Linked DNA regions of Mus musculus: regions 2, 3, 4, 5 and 6 are each linked to region 1. The links are chromatin contacts, called in public HiChIP or PLAC-seq and promoter capture Hi-C maps. All regions are on one chromosome and are shown on one strand. The core of a region is the stretch at or near the end of the contact, and the rest is flanking DNA. Distances in the headings are between cores, read along the strand shown.

Region 1 (2,660 bases), core at 45-2,544:
TAACCAAAACAGCAAAGTCCATCTACTCTTCCTAATCAATTTCAATTTCCACCTTGGCGTAATATTCAGAATTTGGAAAAACTATCCTCGGTCCTACCTTGTTCTGAGATGCTGAACTTCCCTTCCAAGACCCACTTTCCTAAGATGACCAAATATGTATTTGAAGCAGCAGCATCAGTGAGCACAAGTCAAATTTCTTAATGTAAAAACTAAAGTACACCTTTCAAGTCAAACTAGTCCATCTTCAAAATTCTCAGAGCTGAAACATCATTATAAACTTAAGTAGTGGGGCTGGAGGGTTAGAATAAGCTTAGATTCATACTTAAAGATATATCTAATGATTAAATACCTTGAAGTGCAAAAAATTAAAGTGATTTTAATTTGGAGTGATAGATCACAGATCTGTAATTAAGACTAATGTACAAAGGCAATAGCATTCGGAGCGGTAAAATACATTGTGAACATCGCACATCCCATCCTCCACACAGGAAGTCTTAAAGGGACTTACACACCCTCAGTCTACGCAGGAAAGTGGCTTCGGAATAGACTTCCAAGTCACCTTCCACAGGTCGTTGGGGAGGATCTGCTCTTGGGATTCCCTTAAGGGACCATCATATCTCGTCAAACTTCCTGCTTCCTGAATACAAAATAACAATCACTGAGTCTCAACAACAGCGGGTTCACGGGCCCACGGACTCAGCATGGCGACAACAGGTCTCAAAGTCGACATGAAAAGTGATTCAACAAGTGGCAGCGCGCCCCAGGCGCAGCGGGCAGGCCTTACCGCCTGGCGTGCAGGAGCGCGCACAACAGAATGCTTGGGGCCTGGCCTAATTGGAGGGGTCCCCGGACTCGCCACGAGTTCGGGGAGCTGGGGCCCAGGGGACTCTAGGGAGCTGGGGCCCAGGGTTCTTTCAGATGCTGGGTCCCCGAGGACCTTAGGATGTCGGGGACACGGGACACGAGGACAGTGCTGGGCCCGGGGCGCGCGGGGACCTTAAGGTGCTGAGACGCCGGCTGGCCCTAGAGGGTGTTCCGCGCGCTGTGCCGATGCACCCGGCTCTCGACGTGCGGCTGCGCGGCGCCGGCCGACGTACGGAGACTCCGGGATCGCAGCGCAAGGACACGGCGTTGCGGTGGCTGGAGCTCTTAGCGATGAGCAGGCGAACGACGGCGCAGAGCACTCTCCGCGAGGCGAGTGAGCACCGAGCTCCGTAGCTGGGGCAGGGCGCCGGCCGCGCAGGCCGCGCTCCGCGCATGGGGACGGTGAGCCTCAGTCACCGCGGAACAAAACCGCAGCCGACGCCCCGCCCCCTCCGGACGCCCTCATTGGTCGCCGCGCCGCTACCACCGCCCCGAGCCGTCAGCCGTCCGCTCGCGCACCCGCCCGCGGAAGCCGCCGCAAGCAATCAACCCTCAGCCGCACCGCTAGGCGGGCGACGTCACTGCCCGGCGTGTTGTGGGTGTGGCCTCGTGACGCCCCGCCCCCGTTTCCTCTCACTTCCCTCCTACGGGTACCGTGCGCCGCTGCTGGCCCCGCCCCCCTGTGCGAGCTGGCCCGCGCCGGGTGTGACGTTAACCTTCGGGTGTCCGCGGGGCATCGAAGGCCGGTAGTGGTACCTATAGGCTCCCGGATTCCAAAGTCCGATGTGACCACCTTCATCTCCCTGCCTTTTTTCTTTTTCTTTCTTTCTTTTATAGCAAAATCTCAGTATGAAGCTCGGACTGTAGACAAGGATGGCTTCGAACTCCTAGAGATCCTTCTGCCTCTGTCTTCCGAGCCCTGGAATTAAAGACAGGCGCCACCAATGCCCAGCTTCTCCTGTCCTTTGCTGGTAATGTGCCTTTGGGCAGGACCCTTCCCTTTGGGAGTCTCATTTCTGGACCTACCGTGTGACTGGAAGGCACTTTTGTGCATTGGGTACCGGTGCTGTGAAGGAAAGCTGCTCTGCAGGTGGGTGTGACTGGGGTGGAGCACTTCTCAGGGTGCTAGAGGCCAGGCGCAGCAAAATGAAACCGCCTGCCGACTTGGCTAGGAATAGGCTGCAATTTCACAAGCCTGTAATCCCTAGACAACCTTGTTCCCAAACAACAAAAAGTAATTTTAAAAAATGTTGCAGGGTTAGGTACAGCTACTTGATGTAGAAAATGGAATAGTTCTCATCTGGAATAAGACCTAAAAAGGAAGACATTAGAAAGCCACTGGGTATTCCTGGGGCACACCAGAAGTCTGGGCCCTGGCCACCACGTTATGGGTCTGGTAAATCCAGTTCTGTACAGGCTCAGAGGCCCAGCCAAGGGAGGCCAAGATCAACTAGAATGAGTGCCCTCACCTGCTGCATCACCTGCGACAGACCTTTCATTTCCTCCTCCAGGTTTCTTGAGGACAGGGGACTTGCGACCTGGATCACAGCAGGCAGGAGCCAGATAAGGACTGAGACATCTGGCAGGCACCTGTGCCTAAGAGGAACTCTGCCCAGAACAGTCCTCAACCACACTCTCCCTGGGCAGATCTGGACCAATGGTGGCCTTCTCAAATCACCACGGTCACCTTGTGTTTCCCAAGCCCTGCAGCTGATTAAGTTACATACGCCACACAGCTCAGCTGTATTTGAGTAATTCCTAAAGGCTTTCAGTGTGTGCCCTTTTAGGGTAATTTT
Region 2 (2,660 bases), core at 103-2,602, 840 kb before region 1:
CTTGTTCTTTGATACAGGGTCCATCACTAGCCTAAAGGTCACCAATTAAGCTAGAATGTTTTCTTCTGGCCTCCATGGGTACCAGGGCACACACAGACATACATGCTGGCAAAATATTTACACACACACACACATTTTAAAAATTGAGCAATGTTGGTGGTGTAGAGATGGTTCAGCAGTTAAGAGAACCAGAGTTGAGCCAGGTGTGGTAAAGCCTTCAATCCCAGCACTTGGGAGGCAGAGGCAGGCAGATTTCTGAGTTCGAGGCCAGCCTGGTCTACAGAATGAGTTCCAGGACAGCCAGGGGTACACAGAGAAACTCTGTCTCAAAAAACCAAAAAAAAAAAAAAAAAAAAAAAAAAAGTACCAGAGTTTGGTTCCCAGCATACATGTCAGATGGCTCTCAACCACCTGTAATTCCTCCAATTCCAGGAGACTCTTGATGGTCCTATGGACACCTGCAACCACCCATATGCATACACACACACGGTGTAAAAAGGTAGAAGTAGTCTTTGCCAAAAAGAAATAAGTATGTAGGCTATTAAGTAACTCAGCCAAGTTGAGAACTGTTTCTTCTCTCTCATTTGGGTTAAGAACTCTCTCCTCTTCTCCCCTCCTACCCTTCAAAAAAGAATAAACAGCTGAAACATGCCAGTAATCTCGGCTTTTTGGAAGCACTTGGGAGGCTGAGGCAGGGGGATAGCTGTGATTTCGAGGCCAGCCTGGGTTACCTAATGAAACTGTCTGGAGCAGACAAAAAGCCAAATGAACAGTCACAATAGATGCCTCATGTCGCTCTCCCACTTCTAGCTGCCTAGGAACTTAAGTAACCCAGACGTTTGGGGTCAGCAGGATAAGGACCACAATTCCACCACAGACTTTTCAGATAAAGAAACCTAATTCTTTCGCCTCAAAGCTTTAGAACCCCAAGTGAAGGTCGCTTTGCCGTGCCGTGCTCTTCCAGGTTACACCAGCCTGGTAGGAAGGCAAACACCCGTGAAAAGGAGATCGACTCTGCTTCCACTCTAGAGACCAGCGGGCAGCAGAATATGGTGGGTTTGGTTGTCCCTGTGCACTTTCACCCAGCCTTTAGGCCACACCCATTTCACGGTCCACGCGGTGGCTTGTAGCACCTGTTCTGAAGCCGAAAGGTGGCTCCGTGTCCTTCCTGTCAGACCTACTCGCGGCGAGCCGGCGACGAGAACTGGCTTCGCTCTCAGAGCCTGGCTTGGTCTGTGCTGATCCCTACCCCAGCAGCCTCCCGCCCGGCCATACCTGCTCCGCCACAGCACACCTCCACGAAGCGAGCGCACACACGCGCGGCCCCCAGACGCCGCCATCTCGCCTCCTCCTGAGCGGACACGCCCCCTTCCGCCTTCGGACGCACGCCCTTGTCGTCACCGGGCCAATCAGGAACGTGAAAGGCTGGGCCCGGAAGCTTCTGCGTACGGCTCCGCCTCTGCCGGGCCCACCCCCGCGGAGTGTGTGGGCAGGCGCGCCGGGGCGATGGGACAGCCGCTCCTGTGCCCGAAAAATCTGAGCCACCTTGTGCTCAGTCACGATGTGTGCATGGCACAAGGATGCTGGCGCCCTCGGCGGCCAGAAGAAGGCGTTGGATCCCTTGGAACGGGGTGTCTATTCTTATCTCATTGATGGGGCTCCAGAGGCGAGGGGTTTATGTAAGAAATATGGAAAGCTGTTAAACTAGGCTCCCGGTGATGGTGCTTTCTCCTGTACTTTCCAGTTATGAGGGGAAAACGAATTTTTCAGTGGTACATAACAGTTTTGTTTTTGTTTTTGTTTTTTTTCCTAAGCGCTGGAGACCCGCAGCCAGCCCTTGGATATTATTACCATTTTAAAGGTCTGCGAGGATAAGCAACTTTCTCAAGGGCACATTAACCCCACAAAGGGCTCGCAAATTGTATAATAATAGAAAATCCAGTATTTCTACATCATTGGTGTCAAAACCCATGATCTGAACACCCCGCCCCCCTTTTAAGGCCCTAGAAAAATGGTTGAACCTGAATGCAAAAACTGAAGGAAGGCAGCCCTGATTTTTCTTCTAGTAAACACCAAACGGATAAGCTAATTAGTGCTTTAGATTAATTCTGGATAGTTACTTAAATTCACTTACAGCAAAACCAGCCACTAAAGAGAACCTAAACCGGGCTTGGTGGCACACCCCTCTAATCCCAGCACTCAGGAGGCAGAGGCAGGAGGATTTCTGAGTTCCAGGCCACCCTGGTCTACAAAGTGAGTTCCAGGACAGCCAGGGCTACACAGAGAAACCATGTCTCGAAAAACCAAAAAAAAAAAAAAAAAAAAAAAAAAAAAAAAAAAAGAGAGAGAGAGAGAGAACCTAAGAAGTCACAAGTTTGGTAATTCAAGGCAAACACCTCCCTTTGTCATACTTTTCCAGAGCCTGGAAAAGAAACACACACAACATAATTTTGGTATGGAATTGAGTGTTGTAATTCAAATGATTGAGGTGAGTTATTTCAAAATAACACTGGAATCCCAGTATTTTGGAGTGTCCTGAATTCCAGGCCAGCCTGGGCTACCTAGACCCTGTTTTAACAAAACAAAACAAAACAAAACAAAAACCCTAGTTTTATATAACACTATTTTTTTTCAATTCTTTAGAAAACATGTTATAAATA
Region 3 (2,660 bases), core at 76-2,575, 740 kb after region 1:
CTAGCAATTACTGGAGTGCTGCATGCCCAGCCCTGTGCCTGCAAGGGGTTGGGATTATGGTGGAGGCAAGCACTTCTATATCCTGTGCCCTCTAGGATACTAATGACACTTAAAAATTTCAACTCCATGCCAATGTGCCAAGAACAGAAGAAAGCAAAGTGGTTATGGAAGTAGGGAGGCATTCAACTGGACTCCTTAGATGAAATGGAGGGAAGGGGCGGTCCTGACACTGCCCACCTATGGAGTACTGAGGGAGATTTAGCCTGGCATCCTACTACACTTTAATATCAGAGCTATCCAAGACCTGTTTGGGTGAGGGACCTTCATTCTATTGGGAAGTTAGTCATTGAAACGGGGTTCATCACATTGGGCTGCTCAGGTTTGGGGTGAAAAATGGGTCAGAATTGCTGAATTGGGCCAGAATGACTAACTAGGAGGTAATAGGAGATGGTTCAGGAGCGCATGTCTGTATGTCGCAATGCTAATCTCAACAGATAGCACTTGGTTCCACTGATGGAATCAAAAATAGGTATGAACTGCGGGAAACCTTTGGTTTGGGTCCTTGTACCTATAGGCGATAAGCAGGGCGCCAAGGAACAAGGTTTCTAGGTAGTGGTCCAGACTTCTGTCCTGAACTAAAGTCCTCCTGGTATGTGGTGAATGGAAAGTGATGAATAGCATGGGCGATGGCCTGAGGAAGCGCTCCTTTAAGTATGGAGACTTTAAAGAGAAGCGAGGAAGGAGTGAGGCAGGCTCCTGCTTACTGCAGGCCTTGTCAGCGCAGATGCAGTGAATTACCAGTCGGCGGATGCCGGCCCTCTTTCCACTGGCCCTGGCATAGGCCAAGGTCACACAGCGACAGGTGAAAGGGGCACGCTCGAACCTGGACTGGGCCAAAGTCAGCAGGGCCCACTACGAGCAGGGCAAGAGCTTGGGTCTTTGGCAGGAGGCTGTACTAAAGGAACTGAGAGACCGCCAGAGTTGGAACTGCGAGACCCTCTTGGACCCCGCCCGCCTCCAGCTCCGTCCGTGCGCGGACTACAGATTCCACAGGGCCACGCGGCGCCGGACGTCACCCTAGGCACACCCTCTCCCCGCACGACTAACTGCGCGTGGCCCTACGGGAGTCGTGGTCCCGCCCCACACGCCCGGGCGGAGCCGCGGGCGGCTGGAACTACAGCTCCCGGCATGCCTCGCGCGTGGCGTCGGGGGCGGGGTCCCAGGCCAGGGGCGCGCCGCCCGGGAGGGCGGAGTGCGGGGGGCGGCCGCCCGCGCCCCTCCCCCTGCCGCTGCTTCCCCCCTCCCCCGACGTAAACTGGGATCCCTTTCCCCTTGTGTCCGCCATATTGGACTCTTAACTCTGGTCAGCGGCGGCACCGGGCCCGGTGGACTCGCGTCGCTCTCGCCAGCAGCTGCCCCTCAGATCCCGTCCGCCCCGCCCTCCCAGCCCGGGAGGAGACCCCGCGCCGCGCCCCCCGCCCGGCCGGCCGCAGCGCCCGCCGCCGCCTCCGCCTGCCCGCCGCTGCCGCCGCCGCCCGCGGCCCGGCGCCCGCCCGCGCCCCTTCCCCGCCCGCCGTCCTCCGTCCCTCACTCCCGCCATGAGCCCGGCCGACGCTAAGCGCGGAGCCAAGCGCCGGAAGAACAAGCGCGGCGGCGGCGGTGGCTCGGGTGGCGGCGGCTCGGGCGGCAAGGCCGGCTCGGCGGCGGCCCTGCGCGGCCCCCAGGCCCCGGGCCCCGGCGCGGCGGGCCTGCTGGGCGGCGCGGCGGCCCACGGGCCTCTGGGCGCGGGTGCGGGCGGTGCCGCCGGAGGCTACTTCGAGGTAAGCAGCAGGGGTCCGCGGGCGGGAGCGGCCGCCGCCCCCTCACGAGCGGCCGGGCGGGCGCGGCCGGCGGATAACGGGCCGGCGCCTGCCTAGCTGACAGCTCCTCCCGGGCGCGAGCGCGGCGGAGGGAGGGCGGCGCCGGCGGGACCCCCGAGGCACACCGACTGTGGCCTTGAAAAGTGCCCCCTAGAAGTTTCTGGGTACCGCCTGGCGCACCACGGGCGCGGCTGTCTTGCCCTCTGTGCCTGCTGCTGTAAGCTCTCGGGAGCCGCCGGGGTCTCTTTCCTCAGGAGTGTCAGCTGAGGATAGTCGCAAGGGTTGGGGTAACTATTTTTTCAGGTTTACTTACGCAGGCATGCTGTGGATGGACCGCTGTCTCTTTTATTCTGTTTCAGAAGATAGTGCTGGTACGTGGGATGCAGTTGGCATAATCGGTTCTATAGATTGGATTGGCCACCGAATGATTATGGGTTTCTCTCAAGTTGCGTTCTTGTAAGGTTGCTAAAACAAGTTATCTTCTTTTAAAAAGACATCCACAGTGAAGAAACCAAAGCTTTAAGGGGTATTTGTGTGCCAAGTCATGAGGCAGATTTTTTTTTTTTTTAATGAGATTCGGAATATTGTGTTGGCACAGTATGTATTGAGAGCAGTTGAGAAAATTGTTGGGGATGGGCATGGGTTTTGATGCTCATGTTGTTGCAAGAAAGTACAGTAATGGATAAATACTTAAGTTTTCCTTATTTGTTCCCGGTGTTCTCTGCAGTTTTGGTGCAACTTTGGGAGCTTTCTTCGCGGAGTATTGTTACATTTGTTTAGCATCTGGGGTTTGTCCTTGGG
Region 4 (2,660 bases), core at 44-2,543, 710 kb after region 1:
TTTAATCTCTGCTGGGATTAAAGGTGTGGGCCACTACTTCCTGGCAAGAAATATTTAACTGTTTAACTGCAAACAGAACCTTTAACCTATAAGGGTATATATTCCTGTTTTGGTCTCACCTGATTTAAGTATTCAAAAAATTATAAGAAATACCTACATTTTTCTTACAAATGTAAGTTCTCTTTATTCCTATTTATAACATTTGGAAAGCATGCCCAAAACATCAAAACACATTTTACACTGGAGTCAGGTATGTATTTATCATACACACTTTATCCTAAGTTCTCTTATAATTCCATAAAACGTCAGAGATTGTAATATGGAAAATATTAACGGTCGGGTTTTGATCTGCTTCGCCATGTTAATCAATCTTCCAGGATCTATATCCCCACAGAAGCAATTCAACCACATTTAGGATAACCTTCAAATCATCTGCTCAAGTAGTCTGAGGGTCCTCATCTATTTCTTTCTAGTTGCTATTTATCTATGGATAGATCATTTTCCAGTTGCTAAACCCATCCCTCCACCTAGCCCAGGAGCAGCAGGACTTGTATTACCTGTTAGCACTCACATTCTTATTAACCGGCAGAAGTAGGTAAAATGGATAACCTGTAATAGGTGTGAATGGACTGAGACTTGCCTAAAGTTATTATACTGGTTTTCAGATTCAGGTAAGAGAGATTCTGTAACATGAGATGTCCTAAGACCCAATTCCAGGCCCTGGTCTTGCCCGAGGCCGTTCTTTGCATTCCATGGGACTTGTGTTCTGAGTCCTGCCTTTCTCGCCTCTGCCCCGACACACTTGGGCAGCTAACCCGCAGACTCCTGGGCATGCCCAGCTCTACCTTCCCCCGCCTTTAGCACACACAATGTCTAACTGGACGTTCTCTTTCGTCTAGTCCTCAAGCTTCCTCCAGGTAGGCCTCCCAAACGTATAGGTGAGCCCCCTGTCCAGATGATGGGATTCCTGCGAGGGAGAGTCCGGGGACCGACATGCCTAAGAGCCTGGCACTTATGGTGCGAATCCCGGCCTGGTTGCCTGTGGATCAGCAGAAAATTGGGGCCTTGGGCGAGTCTCTGGTACGCCTCATTAACGACCGAGGAGACGGAGAAGGGTACGGATTATGGTTTAGGGCTAGATGCAGCCGTAAGGGCCACCGTATACCAGGTCAGAAGCCAAACGAAAAGTCAAACACCCAGCGGGCAAGCTCGCGACGCGCCTCAGCAACGACACCGCCAAGTTCTCGTGGGAGGAGCGCGACTGGCGGCACTCTCGCGGGAAGTGGAAGCTCCCGCAAGCAGGCGGGGGGCGTGACCGGAAGAAGGTGTATTTCAAAGTGGTAATAGATGGTTTTCTCACCCAATAAAATTGCAATTTATCCTCCTAAACCGGTAGAGCACGGGAGAAAAGGCGGGAGAGGCCAATAAGGGCTGAGAAGGGCGGGCCGGTGCCGGACGAGCGGAAGTGGGTCTTCGTGAGGCGGTGGAGGCTTGCTTGAACGGGTCTCCTCAGCGGCGGCTGGAGTCGGTACGTCCTTGCCCGAGCTCATCAGCCGAGGCGTCTGGCAGCAAACCCCAGCTCCAAGTAAGGCTGGGCTCCGCAGCATGGAAGCGGCGGGGCAGGGCGGTGCGGGCGTGGAGCGCGGGCGGCCTCTCGGCCCGCACTGGGGTTGGTGGCCGCCCGCCTCTCGCAGAACCGCGCTTCTCCGGCTTGGGCCCTCTGCCGCCTCTTTCCCGGAGAGCACGCGGTTGTCGGAACATGGAGCGGCGCCGTCGTCGGAAGTAGGGAAATGTCTTGTGTGGGGGTATCCGCTCGCCAACCCGCGGCCTGGCCGGAGAACCTCTTTCGCCAAGTAGGAAGGGAAACTGAGGCTCGGCGAGGGTTGGGGGTCGCCCAAGGTCACTCTCGGGGCCGGGCGGGCGGATTGCAGAGAACCTGAGCGAGGTTTTTGTTCCTTGCTGATGACGCAGCCTTTGTGTGGTCGCGTCGCCGCCCCGCCTTCCGGAGGCCTGCGAGTTTGCTGGGGCACCCGGGCCGCGTGGCGGGCCGTATCTAAGTTGCGAGAGTGCCGAGGACGCTTGCGGGCTTTGGAGCTGAATGGGGTTTGGGCTTCCAGGAGCCACTTTTGGTTCTATCTATGGTTAGTCAAGCGGGCGATTGCGACCTCCATCCTTAGCCCGGTGCCTGCTCGGGCCCTTCCCTCAGGGCCACATCTGTACACAGGGATAGGAAACTTAACCTTTAACATTGTTCGCAGTGGACGCCATTGTCCACATTTTGATTAGGGCGGGGGAGGAGTCCAGATATGGGCGTTCCTGCTTTTTGTTTTTTTAAACTTTACCCCTGGGCGTTTTAAGCTTCAGTTTTTCGGTCTGCCGTTTAGTTTAGGTTGCCCAAGTAATTGGGGGAGCCCGAGGTTCACAAAGGCTGAGGTAGTCTGAGGTCTTTCAGCCTGCAGATTGACTCTTGTTCCTGACAATGGTGAGAGGGAACCTCTCTCCAGCCCAGACCCCACACACACCTGGTGCTTTTTCTTTTTAATGGTTGGAGAAAACACTTGCGTCCCGGTTTGCCTGTGAGTTCGATGTGAAATGAGTGGAAAGTTGTCTTGCTTACTAAGTACTTTGAAGAGTGCTTGTGATTCCAGCCTTTCAGAGGT
Region 5 (2,660 bases), core at 48-2,547, 610 kb before region 1:
AACCAACAAAAACAAAAACAAAAACATGGCTCCTGAGCAGTCTTCAACATGAGCACACACACACACACTCCTCAGTGAACCTAAGGCCCCTTCTTCTGTGCTACAGTGGGCTAGATTTTTCTTATGTGTGTGCATGGCTTCTCTTTGTGTAACAGCCGTGTGTGTGTGTGTGTGTGTGTGTGTGTGTGTGTTTCAGACAGGATTTCTCTGTGTATCCCTGACTGGCCTAGAACTCAGAGATATGCCTGCCTGTTCCTTTGTTTCCTGGCTACTAGGATTAAAGACATGTTCCACCATGCCAGACTGTTTTGTTTTAATTGCACTTTTTCTAGCTTGAGGTCCAACCCAGGGACCTTTAGCACAGAACGACAGGAGCGGTGAAGGCTTAGTGTCCAGTCCATCGCCACAGAAATCCAAGAAGACACTGAAATTAGATTTTGGCCCCTCCACAAATAGGATATGTCACCTTGCCTTGAATTTTTGTTCCTTCTTCCACTGAGCATCAGGCCCTCCAGGCCAACACTGCACCTCTGACCTATAATCACTAATTCCCTAAAAAGATTTGAACCAGGCTAAGTCGACCCTGATAGTTGCCAACTTTTGGTTTTCCTAGGTTTACCAGGGTTGTAGATTGCACTTCTGCTTTGAAGAATGGGGGACCTGCTGAGCCTTTCCCGGAGTGGTTGTATGAAATAGGTTAGTGCTAGTCAAGGCCCAACAGTAAGTCAGGTCCCCGTAGGTATGTCCTGAACGCTACTCCGCTCTGCCAAGTTCCCTATCCCTTCCTGTGCAAGCCAGAGCTGGCCCAAGGTCAGTTTTAAGGATGGCACTACCCTGCAGTATTGTGGATTCTAGTGTGTCTGTGAGGGGCTGTCCCAAAGGGCAGGACCCACCCCACGCCGCTGACAGAGCTGACCGCTTGCTGGAGGTGGCAACACCCAACAAAGCCGCCCCTCGGTCCGGGGCGCCTCGGCTTTTCCATACAGGGTTATCTGCGGGTATCTGCTTCTCAAGCCCGAGCTCTATCATGGGTTCTGTAGCGTTTTCCTGGCCAGGGCTGCGACAACGCCTGCCTGCGGAACCACCATCGCCGCGCCCCAGCCGCTCCCCACCCTCCAACGCTGCGGCGGTAAACTGCAGTACTCCTAAGGCGCCTGCGCAGCTCTCCAGCGCGGCCCTCGCCGCGGCTATTTATAGTAGGTGACGTCACCTTAAAAAGACCGTTAGGGCTGGGCCGCCCCGCCCCCTCCCGTAGCTCGGCGGGCTGATCCGAGTGCGCAGGCGTGGTCGCGTCCTCCCCGCCCGCCCGCCCGCCCGCGGCGCCCCCTATCCTCTCTCGGCGGCTCCGCGGCGCTCGCCACAGCGCGTGCAGCCAGCCAGCGAGAAGGCGCGAGCGGCGGCGCAGCCTGCAGCCTCCCGCCAGCCGGCGAGCCAGTGCGCGTGCGCGGTAGCGGCCTCGGCGGCGACCGGGAAGCGGACGGGCGGGCGAGCGAGCGAGCGAGTGAGCAGGCGGTGTGGGCGTGCGAGGCGAGGCCGAGTCGCGAGCGACATGGGGGATCGAGAGCAGCTGCTGCAGCGGGCGCGACTGGCGGAGCAGGCGGAGCGCTACGACGATATGGCCTCCGCCATGAAGGCGGTGAGCGCGCTGGGGAGCCGGGCGGCCGGGGGCTGCGGGGCGGGGCGGCCCGAGCCTGGGCGGCGGCTCTCTCCCTACGCGCCGCCACCTTTTGGGCGCGGCGGCCGCTGGACTCTCCGTTTCCTGCGGCCTGGCCGGGGCGGGGTCTCCCCGGGAGGCCTCTCGGTGGCTGGCGGGCGGGGGTCGCCGTGTCCTAGCGCAGAGCCCCGGTGGGGGAGGGGGTGCCCGAGGAAAGGAGGAAGTCGCGTTCCTGCTTCTAGACCCTTCTGCCGGACCTGGGCGAAAGGCGCTTTCCTTCCACCATTCACCCACTTGTAATAAAGGCTCATCCGCGAGTGGAGACCCATCTCCTGGTTTTCTCTACTACGACCGGTTTGGTTTGCTTGTCTGAAGTTGTTTTTTTCCCCCACTTTCCACACCTCGGGTCTGGCTTTGTGTGGGAAGACCCCTTTCCAGCAGTCCTGGGCGTGAAGGAGGGTGTGGGTCCCTGCATACATCCCAACGGTCCATGCTGCGTGCCTTCCTGGAGATGAAATGAAAACGAAGCAACCCTGGGGGCCTTTGCATTCCTGAGACCCTCAGAGATGGATTCTGGAGCTTGATTTCCGGTAAAGGAGACCTGCCCAGCCACACCCTAGTCAATAGCTTAGCCTAGAGCCTACCTGCCTACCCAAGACTTTGGAGTTCTGTTACCACATCACTATAGACAACTCTTCACATCATCCTGGGTTTTTTCTAAAAGAATATTTCTTGTCAAGGTCACACAGTGGCAGAATTACAACTGTGGCCACCTAGCTCTTAAGACTAGGGAGAAAATTTCCTTGGATTCCACCTTAGACTTCTAAATACATAAACATTTTTGAGGGTGAGACCCAGAAATCTGCATTTTAGCAGCCCTTGGGCAGTTTTTAGCTGACCTAAGTATTAACTGCCCTGAATTGTAGCTCATATGACCTATGGCTAGTCTTTGAAAGGCTTTCTTAAACCCACATACTCCATACACATTTAATTTGGAAATTGTATT
Region 6 (2,660 bases), core at 64-2,563, 540 kb after region 1:
CCTGATCGCTGGAGATCGCTGAAGGCTTCCAATTCTTTTTCAGACAATACATTCTGTTCATTCACATTCCCACAAAACCATTTCAAGAATGACTCATCTTCAACATCCTCAAAGAGCCAGTCAAAATCTTCTCCATTAAGAATATCAGCTTTGGGATAACCAATTTTTTTCAATGTTTCCACAAACTCATTTCCACAACTCATGGTTTAACTACTCCTGTTTTTAAATATTTGATATGAATCTATTTTTTTAAACTAAGTTCAAACAGAAAAAAACATATTTACGCTAAGTCCATAGAAGAAGGAAAAAAAATACAATCTATAATGTGTTTTCCTAGTGGGGGAAAGAACACAAGTATTAGACCATGAACAAGGCAAATGAATTTTAAATATACAGATCATTTTATCAGATGACATCAGGAGACTACTTAAGTTAAAAGCAGATGCACGTGCAATATCTGACAAAGACAAAGCAAAACAGAAGCAATCAGGGTGTTGCTTAGGACACTACAACAGTAATGAAGAATCTAATTAATGAAGATATAACAATAAAAAAAAACTGATTTTTTTTCCCAATGATGAAATTACTTAAAATAAATTACATTTTGTAAAATAGCTGTTTCCCCTGTAGTTTCTAGTTAGGAAAAAGAAATATGCCTACCTTTCTAAGGAAGAATCAACTAAATATTTACTTCAATCAGCGTTCCATCAGTCTCAAAGGACTCAATCTATAGATATAACCAGTCTAACGCAGAGAAAACCAGGACAAATTGACAAGTTTCAAAGTACCCATCAATCATCAAGTAAGAAGTTTTATTTCGAATAGAACACAATGAACCACGACTTGAACCAAACTTAGGTCAGTGACAATGGCAGGTCTTAAAATCACGATGTATTTGACACTCTGGTAGCAAACTCTCTGGGTTGGTTTTGGTTTGTTTCTGAGTATCCAGTTATGACACTTAAGAGCTCTAATAAAACACGCCCACAAAAGTACCAAATTGCTGTTTTTAAAAGCTGGGTAACAGATAAGTGTGTATTTCCGGTTTAACGTTTGCCTCGTATGATTGAGGCCTTGGGTTTTATCCGCAGTATCCGAAAAATAAAGCTACCAACCCCAGCCGGATGACCGGCCACGTACCTCCGCCCCCACCTCTGGCACAAAGCCTCAGCCTCCCCGCACACCCCGCGCCTGGGCCCAGCGACCTCTATCGATGCCTCAAGCAGGCTGTAGGAGGGTAGCGGCGGCCCCGCCAACCCCGAACTTACAAGACCCTTACCTCAGGAAAGCCGCAGTCACTGCTCTCTGCCAGCCTCCAACCGCGCGCGCCGCAGTGCCTCACGGGAGTGCCAGGACGCGCACGCGCAGATTACAACATCCGTAAAGTCAGCGCAGGCGGCGAGGTATCCCGGAGAAAGCGAAGGAGGACCCGCAGACCAACCCCCTTCAACGAGCCGGGGTAAAGTGATTGGCTTTCCTGACGGACGCACCGCCCCTTAGCCCCGCCTCTGGCCCGCCGTCCTTCCCGCTAGGCTCAAGAGGATTGGTTTTCTCACTATAGGCTCTGCCCTCGCTCCGCCCCACCCCGCCCCCGCTCGGGAGTTGGAGTCTGGGTCTCTTCCGGCTGCTTTGTTGCCTTGGCCATTTGGCCCTCTAGTTCAGTTAGGCCTCCTGTCCTAAGAATGGCTTGCGGTCTGTGACACCACTAGGGGACCGGAAGTTTGAGGCCGAACAGACCCCTTCTTCCCCCAACAGCTCTTACCACCACCACTGGTAGGGTGATCCAGCGTTGGTGCTAATAACAAGCAGCTGGGACCCTATCAGGTCTCTTGCAGGGTAGGATTGTTGGCTATAGAATCTTTTACAATGGTTATTTAACAAAAATCACTTAACTCCCAAGGCCTCGATGACTTCCAAGCAAAAGCTGACTCCCTCCAAGATCCCATCTTCAAAATGTCAAGGTGTAAAATACATCAGTTTTAGAATGCATTTAACTCAGAAGTACAGACATTCTGAGGATGCCCGCCGTCATTCAATGAAAGACAGAATGCTGAACTCAGATGCAAGCCTAGTTAATGTCCTATGGTCCCAGAAAACTGATCTTTGGAGTTACAGTTGGCATTGGTAACAACTTGTCTGTATGGGTCATAATCTGTTCATTTTTTTCTATCAGACAGCATTTGCAACTTAACCACTCTCTTGTAAGATGATATATAAATTCACAAGATCTGGGCTTTGATCATTAAAAAAATAGTATTCCCCTCTTCTAATCATAAATAGGGTGATGTATCAGACAAGGGTCTAGTCTAGTTGCTACTAGGTAGAATTCTTTCTGGATCTTTTTCCCTGGGCTTATTTGTTTTGTGAGACAAGGATTTGCTTCTCTACCCAGGCTGGGCTTCAACTCAAGATCCTACTTTAGCATCTCCAAGTGCTGGGGCCACAGGTATGAATCACCATGCCCAGATATTCATGTTTTCAAAGAGAGAAAAACTAATGTTCTAAGCAGATCATTTAAATTTGAGTTGAAGACATTTCCTATTAATTCTTATTTAACTTTTATCCTCCTTTTGAAGGTCAATAAAACCGGAAAGTAAATAAAAACAAACAGTACAGGGGAAAAGTTCTTAGAATGGTGCCTAATGTGGTTAGGACATCAG

Evidence for each region. Promoter capture Hi-C pulls out the DNA fragments that hold promoters and counts their contacts. HiChIP or PLAC-seq counts read pairs in DNA pulled down with a chosen protein or histone mark.
Region 2: a promoter capture Hi-C map of pre-B cells shows a contact between it and region 1, with 3 times the contacts expected there. The contact joins the promoter of Pisd here to the promoter of Fam53a in region 1. A contact is called at or near these places in 3 of 39 promoter capture datasets (liver and pre-B cells), 2 of 484 Hi-C or Micro-C datasets (CD8 T cells and neutrophils), 1 of 115 datasets of contacts at active chromatin or transcription factors (embryonic midbrain) and 1 of 9 other capture datasets (macrophages).
Region 3: a contact with region 1 is called in a promoter capture Hi-C map of neutrophils, with 5 times the contacts expected there. The contact joins the promoter of Fam193a here to the promoter of Fam53a in region 1. A contact is called at or near these places in 4 of 39 promoter capture datasets (liver, neutrophils and pre-B cells), 1 of 484 Hi-C or Micro-C datasets (granulocytes) and 2 of 115 datasets of contacts at active chromatin or transcription factors (astrocytes and bone marrow-derived macrophages).
Region 4: a contact with region 1 is called in a promoter capture Hi-C map of pre-B cells. The contact joins the promoter of Rnf4 here to the promoter of Fam53a in region 1. A contact is called at or near these places in 5 of 39 promoter capture datasets (cranial neural crest, liver, neutrophils and 1 more), 2 of 484 Hi-C or Micro-C datasets (CD4 T cells and embryonic stem cells), 3 of 115 datasets of contacts at active chromatin or transcription factors (effector CD8 T cells, large pre-B cells and memory CD8 T cells) and 2 of 9 other capture datasets (adipose tissue and liver).
Region 5: a contact with region 1 is called in an H3K4me3 HiChIP or PLAC-seq map of bone marrow-derived macrophages, with 5 times the contacts expected there. The contact joins the promoter of Ywhah here to the promoter of Fam53a in region 1. A contact is called at or near these places in 2 of 39 promoter capture datasets (liver and pre-B cells), 2 of 484 Hi-C or Micro-C datasets (embryonic stem cells and regulatory T cells), 3 of 115 datasets of contacts at active chromatin or transcription factors (bone marrow-derived macrophages, extraembryonic endoderm stem cells and memory CD8 T cells) and 1 of 9 other capture datasets (embryonic stem cells).
Region 6: a promoter capture Hi-C map of liver shows a contact between it and region 1. The contact joins the promoter of Haus3 here to the promoter of Fam53a in region 1. A contact is called at or near these places in 6 of 39 promoter capture datasets (the C10 cell line, erythroid cells, hematopoietic stem and progenitor cells and 2 more), 1 of 15 datasets of contacts at CTCF or cohesin (the NIH/3T3 cell line) and 2 of 115 datasets of contacts at active chromatin or transcription factors (bone marrow-derived macrophages and memory CD8 T cells).

The regions. Positions count from the first base shown.
Region 1 is chr5:33,628,341-33,631,000 of GRCm38.p6, forward strand. It overlaps Fam53a (family with sequence similarity 53, member A), which reads right to left and starts at 1,295. Exons shown (of 6, transcript NM_178390.3): 1 at 997-1,295; 2 at 513-637. It also overlaps Gm9903.
Region 2 is chr5:32,784,274-32,786,933 of GRCm38.p6, forward strand. It overlaps Pisd (phosphatidylserine decarboxylase), which reads right to left and starts at 1,353. Exons shown (of 8, transcript NM_177298.3): 1 at 1,276-1,353. The coding sequence starts at 1,340.
Region 3 is chr5:34,368,608-34,371,267 of GRCm38.p6, forward strand. Fam193a (family with sequence homology 193, member A) reads left to right here and starts at 1,326. Exons shown (of 21, transcript NM_001243123.1): 1 at 1,326-1,820. The coding sequence starts at 1,599.
Region 4 is chr5:34,334,957-34,337,616 of GRCm38.p6, forward strand. It overlaps Rnf4 (ring finger protein 4), which reads left to right and starts at 1,294. Exons shown (of 8, transcript NM_011278.5): 1 at 1,294-1,585. It also overlaps A830049F12Rik.
Region 5 is chr5:33,017,519-33,020,178 of GRCm38.p6, forward strand. It overlaps Ywhah (tyrosine 3-monooxygenase/tryptophan 5-monooxygenase activation protein, eta polypeptide), which reads left to right and starts at 1,298. Exons shown (of 2, transcript NM_011738.2): 1 at 1,298-1,636. The coding sequence starts at 1,550.
Region 6 is chr5:34,168,111-34,170,770 of GRCm38.p6, forward strand. It overlaps Haus3 (HAUS augmin-like complex, subunit 3), which reads right to left and starts at 1,314. Exons shown (of 5, transcript NM_146159.1): 1 at 1,280-1,314; 2 at 1-333. The coding sequence starts at 203. Poln (DNA polymerase N) reads right to left here and starts at 1,416. Exons shown (of 25, transcript NM_181857.4): 1 at 1,280-1,416.